Regions from separate parts of the Zea mays genome. Here region 2 is linked to region 1. Evidence: chromatin contacts called from public Hi-C data. All regions are on one chromosome and are shown on one strand. Each heading gives the region's core, a stretch centred on a gene start, on an enhancer-like site or on the middle of the called end of the contact. The rest is flanking DNA. Distances are from core to core; before and after follow the strand shown. Region 1 holds the start of LOC100194327 (Histone H2A). Region 2 holds the start of LOC100282339 (ELAV-like protein 4).

What was found. A called contact is a pair of places that touch in the nucleus more often than the background predicts.
Region 2: a contact with region 1 is called in a Hi-C map of tassel, with 2.7 times the contacts expected there. The contact joins the promoter of LOC100282339 here to the promoter of LOC100194327 in region 1. A contact is called at or near these places in 3 of 25 Hi-C or Micro-C datasets (ear, leaf and tassel).

What each region holds. Positions count from the first base shown.
Region 1 is chr2:210,825,558-210,828,785 of Zm-B73-REFERENCE-NAM-5.0, reverse strand. It overlaps LOC100194327 (Histone H2A), which reads right to left and starts at 1,645. Exons shown (of 2, transcript NM_001139365.2): 1 at 1,333-1,645; 2 at 565-1,071. The coding sequence starts at 1,521. The coding sequence ends at 853. It overlaps LOC100273666, which reads right to left. Exons shown (of 2, transcript NM_001352806.1): 2 at 3,175-3,228.
Region 2 is chr2:211,054,864-211,057,951 of Zm-B73-REFERENCE-NAM-5.0, reverse strand. LOC100282339 (ELAV-like protein 4) reads right to left here and starts at 1,699. Exons shown (of 4, transcript NM_001157046.1): 1 at 1,500-1,699. The coding sequence starts at 1,617. LOC103647744 (probable V-type proton ATPase subunit H) reads right to left here. Exons shown (of 12, transcript NM_001301434.1): 12 at 2,514-2,961. The coding sequence ends at 2,713.

The DNA.
Region 1 (3,228 bases), core at 396-2,895:
TCCTTATAGTTAGTTAGTACTATTGAATAATGGAATCAAACTACTAAATTTAAAAAATGAACCCATAATACATCACTCAATTTAGATGGAGTGATTTCTAAAACCAAACGCCCTAAAAGTGTGTCAACAAGTCCGTTCCATCATTCATGCTGTTGCTGCAGAGTAGTTCAGGCCTTAACCATAACCAAACATTCTTCGCGAATTGGAAGTCAATTATCAAAAATTTCCCCGACATAGCACTGTTTCAAGTTCTCCAGGTAATTCAAATCTCGAGAAAAACTCAGAACTGCCCGCTTAAAACTTCATTGCGCAGCATGAAACTTGCACTAGATCGTCATCCATTGACCCTTAGAACTTGAAGAACACATGCAACAATCCAACAGCTTCCTTTCATGTCACAGTACACTTTTATGTGGAACCACTACTTAGATTACTGAACTTTTGCTGCAGTCCTAAAATTCACGTCTGAATTTGGCAAGGACCGAATGATCGCGAGTCCGCATGCGCAGCAATCACCACTTGTTGAGTCCTCAAATCCCCATAACAGAAGGCGTCATATTCTTGCATTCAATCTCAGAAATAAATTCCAAAACAACACAGCGCAACATTTCGAAATGATCCAGACACACGAAATGCAAATTGGGACACTATGATTGATGAACCAGTCATTCAAAGGATGCACCTTTTATAGCAACAAATACAGAACTTAATCCTTAGCAAGCACAAGAGTAACTTAGTTTAGCAGTGTTACAGCAACCCACATACCCAGCTACAACGAACACCTAACGTACTACACAGACACAAGTTGATACGGCAGCATCCTGGGACGTGCCACCAGGCGTAGTCAAGGACTTAGTCCTCGTCACCAGCCGCAGCCTTGGCGCTGCCGCCGCCGGCCTTCTTCGGGAGAAGCAGGTTATGGATGTTGGGCATGACACCACCGCTAGCGATGGTCACCGTGCCCAGCAAGCGGGAGAGCTCTTCGTCGTTGCGGACGGCGAGCTGGATGTGGCGCGGTACGATGCGGGTCTTCTTGTTGTCACGTGCCGCATTGCCGGCCAGCTCAAGAACCTGCACGAACGAACACGGAGAAAGCCCCCAATTATTGAATCAGAATCCTTACTGGTTCAACAGAAAATAGCAAATCAACCAACGATAGGTTTAGATCTTCAGCCAAAATCCGCCTGGTGTTCTACTTCAATTCAGTAATTTCAGCAATTAACACCCATTTTATATAAAAAGAAAAAGGAAACCCCAGCAGCCAAATTTTCAATGCTCAAAACAAAAATAAAAGAATTAGCCAATAGCCACAAAATCGGAAGCCTTCTTTACCTCAGCAGCAAGATACTCGAGCACGGCAGCGAGGTAGACAGGGGCGCCGGCGCCGACTCTCTCGGCATACTTGCCGGCCTTGAGGAACCTGGCGATCCTTCCCACGGGGAACTGGAGGCCAGCCTTGGAGCTCCTGGACGTGGCCTTCTTGGCGGCGCCTGAGCCGATCGCCTTACCTCTCCCCGCCATGGCTACCTTCGTTAGGGAAAGAGCAGAGGGAATCCGGAGCGAGAAGCGGGTGCGGAAGAGGGGAGAAAGCCAAACCGCGGTGAGCTGTGGTGGTAGGACGGACAGAGGACGGGTTTGTAATCAGGACTATGAAAGCGGTGGGTAGTTGTGTTATATAGCTACGATAGCCAATGGGACAGGAGGACGCGGATCGGTGACGTGGCAGGATGGGGAATGCGGTAGGGCAACGATCCTGACCGTCCAATGTTACTTGGAGAGAGAGTGACGTGCGGTGCGGTGAAGGTTGGTTTTGTTTTGCCGCGACACCGTTTCGTCCGGATTGTGGGTCGCACATAAATTGCCAGTGGGCCTCCGAGACTTTTTTTTCCCATAGCAGCGGTCACCGCCGAACGCACCCACCTCACTCTGGCGACGATTTGTGTTCATCATTTCCCCCCGCAACAGCTATAATGTTAACGTTTTGTACAGCGAACCACCATATTTGGAGACGCGCCTGCCGGCCTCCTAGTCTTGATTTCCGTGGGCAGCATAGTTTGTTAATTAAGAAAAAATAGTAACTGATAATTAATAGGTATGACAAATAATATTTTATTGTTATAGTGCCATATAACAGGAGATTTAGGAAACCACTCTAGAAATTAAAGATATAGAAAAAGAGATTGCTAACATGATTTTTTATTTAAAATCTAACTCAACCCAAAAACAACCCAAAGCTAAAAAAACTCGATATGACACACCCAACAAAGAGGTACGCACCAATCTGGGTTCAATCATTCATTCCACAAATATATAATATTTCATTTCACAACACTAATGTTGTATACTTCTAGTAAACACAAATTCATAAAACCAACACTAGTAATCAAATATTAAATAAACAATATAAATATATAGCCATACATAAATTTAATTACATGGAACATGCACATATGTCTATATATATGTTATAACTACGAGAGAACAAAACTAGAATAGGTGAGGCGTCACTGATAACTAGATAAAGTGCTTGTCATTGAGAGTTGACTCGTCAGAGAACCGAGCTAGAAGACCGATTCATCTGCTAAAATAATAAAACAAGCCAAGCCATTAACAAGTTAAGTCGTACGAGTAATTGAGCCATAAAGATTTTGTTGAACCCTGATACAGTAATCGAGCCATGAGGATTTTGTTCAACATAAAGACAAAACAACACGACAAACTACAGTCCAAGACTTACTAATTGATGTTTGTAATTGACATTCAAAAATCCAATTTGATACAGATTAAACGTTAACCAGCGGAATCGAGTAAACAAGTCTTTTTATACCTATTACACCATGTCTAGCAGTTCACCTGTTTGGTCAATCAAAACATTTTTTTACACTGCATATTGCATGAGTGTGGTTTTAATGTGTACGAATTAGCTTTACACTCAAACAGAGCCGTTTGCCCGGGCGTCGGCCTCAGAATTTGTCATTTCTTGCGGGCATTTCGGCGGCTGATTCCTAAGAAACTGTTGTGTGCTAAATTGTCGATCAATTTGTTCCAATTATCGGTGAAAACACAGTTGAAACGAGCTTGTTACCTCAAAAGTAAATGAGGTACACACTGAAATCGGAGCAGCAACAGATAGCTAATTCTGAACAGAAATTGAAATAAAACGCATCAGAATTGTTCAAACTTTAACGTCCTTCCATTTCTTTTCAAACGATCAAATCAACTGGCGTA
Region 2 (3,088 bases), core at 450-2,949, 230 kb before region 1:
AGATCCCGAGCGGTTTTCACCATTTTCTGGGTGATTTTCGGTGTTCCCCAGCGATTTTTGGTTTTTTCAATAAGATTTGATGTACATATTTTCAAATTTTAAAAATACGAAATTCAGCGAGAGCCCGTTGGTAAACTGTGATTTTATGTATTTGTATTTTAATAAAATTTCATGTTTTATGTCACATAAAAGTATGTAAAAAATGATATAACAATAAAGTGGTTGTAGTGTAAAGATTGTGTCGTGGAGCGGACTAACAGTGATCGATATCGACCGGTCAATAGCTACTATGGATATAGGTTGGAAAGGAAAGTCTAAAACCAGCCTAGGTTGGAAGTCTGAAACCAGTAGGTGGCAGATGATGACCATTATCCCACTTCTCTCTAATCATTGGTATGAAATTTGTGGTGCAGCTGATGAATACATTTTCCTATTATGACGTACCTGCAAAACATATATTAGTCACAAGTGGCAGCATGCATCACATTTAATTTTGGTATTTAGCTGCCTTCAAATCCTCTAGGATGGCGTTTCTTGCAACAAGGACGACTTCAATTGTACCATCGCCTTCTCTGATTATAGCTTTGCAGCAAACTTCATACCTGATACTCTTCCATCACTCATATTTCAAGACAAGAAGACAATGGAATATATGTTTTTTGAAATATGTGAAAGCTCATATGTTATTTATAAAAAGCAAATAACATCGAGCGTTATGATGAAAAACAATACAGGTTAAATCGAAAGATGTGGATGGTGTAGCACAACAAGGAAAAATCAAAATATTTCAGGCGCACGATGTTCCAGAAGAGAATGAATTAACATAAAAACCTGAGGAACAATTGCAAACATGTAACGTCCATATTCACACAAGTCAGGCAATGTTGTCAAGTAGTAGAATATTAATGGAATAACAAAATTTGCATAAATGAATCAACAAGCCCATGAACACTTCATTACATCGAGCATGGTATGGCTCTGATTATTTATTATACACCAGTTTCAGAAATCAAATAACAATAGGATATAATGGACAAAAAAATTCAAGGTTTTCTTAACAGCCATTTTGAAAAATGACCAGGAGTTCTCTAGGTCTAAATACAAAAAGACTCAGTTTCAAGTTTAACATATACGTGTGCTTATAAAAGGTCAAGTAGTTGACATCGACATTCGACAATAAGTTTGTATGCGCCTGTGCAGTACTTCTCTCGTTCAGAGTGGGTTCAGATAGAGCAAATCGATTCAGTTCGCAAGATAACACTATTCGACTACGACTAGTATCAGTTTAGTTCATCAGGTATATCAAAGTTGGAAGTAACTACTGGCTAACAGATCTCAGACAAAAGTAAACAACTTCCCCCATTCCTAATCCTACCGCAAACATCCACCGCATGCTAGCACAACAAGCAACTAATAAAGCGCGCAGCATAAGAATCAAGGCGAGGGTTTTCTCTTGCAAAACATGCAAAAAGGGGGGAAATGGAGGCGAGGTTAGTTGCCTGAGACGAAGAGGTTGTTGCAAGGGTTCGCCGCGGGGCGCGCGGCAGGAGGAGGCGGTGCAGCGAAGGCCGAGACGGAGAAGAGCCGCCGGAACCCGGCACGAGCCGCCGCCGCCATTCCGATGCTGAGTCTCCGCAGAATCGGAGGCGATTGAGTGCGGCGCGACGGAGTTGCTTCTCGAGATTGCAATGGGCCAGGCAGACCCAGCCGACGGCCTAAGCCCAATACACTCACGCTTGGTGAAGCACCTCCAAAGGCCCGAACGGCCAGATCCAATCGCTCCTGCCACAAAACCCCCCAAGGCCCGAACGGCCAGACGTACGTGGATTAGTACACCAACATTATACTGTACAAATCAAGAGCGGTAGGTACAGTAAGTCGCAGATGAGACCATAATCCCACTTCCCGCCAATCATTGGTATGAAATTTGTGGTGCAGCTGATTGATACATTTCCTGCAAAATATATATTAGTCACAATAATAATCCTATGTTATTATTGATCACCAAAACTAGGGTCTAAATATTTCCAATTCATATTATAGAAACACACATACTCGTGGCAGCATGCATCACATTTAGTTTAGTTTTGGTATTTCGATGCCTTCAAATCCTCTAGGATAGCGTCTCTTGCAACAAGGACGACTTCAATTATACCATCGCCCTCTCTGATTATAGCTTTACAGCAAACTTCATACTACCCGGTATTGCTTCCATCACTCATATTTCAAGACAATGGAGTATATGTTATTTGAAATATGTGAAAGCTCAAATGTTATTTAAAAAGCAAATAACATCGAACGTTATAATGAAAAATAATACATGTTAAATCGAAAGATGTAGATGGTTTAGCTCAACAAGGCAAAATCAAAATTTCGAAGGCGCGATGTTCCAGAATTTCAGGAGAATGAACTAACATAAAAACCTGTGGAACAATTGCAAACATGTACGTCCATATTCACACAAGTCAGGTGTACAGAAAAAAAAGGATTGCTAAAGTTGGAGATCAGAATTTACATAAATGAATCAACAAGCCCATGGACACTTTATTACATCGAGCATGGTATGGCTCTAATTATTTATTATACATCGGTCTCAGAAATCAAATAACAATAGGATATAATGGACAAGAATTTTCAAGGTTTTCTTAACAGCCATTTTTAAAAATGGCCAGGAGTTCTCTGGATCTAAATACAAAAAAGACTCGGTTTCTCTCAAGCCCGCAGAAAACTGGCATACTTTGCGCCAAGGAAGAGCCTCTGCACACAGAGCAGCGCATTTTTCTGCACTTCAGTGTTTTCATGATTCATGAGCTTCATGACTCGGTCCTTGGCCTTGAGGTCTGCCACCACGATTCGGCCAGATGGATGGTACTGGAGGAACTGTGAGAGGTCGTAGCAGGCCACGGCAAGAGCGGTGGTGTCACTTGATGTGTCAATGATTGTCATGAGAACTCGTAGAATCTGCCAAGTTATAAGTGCAATTTCATCACAACCACAGAGCTAAATGCTTGTGAGCCTATCTAATCTATAACATTGAATTGTCCAGAATAGCTTATCTATGAACACAAAGTTGGAAAACGGAGGGTAA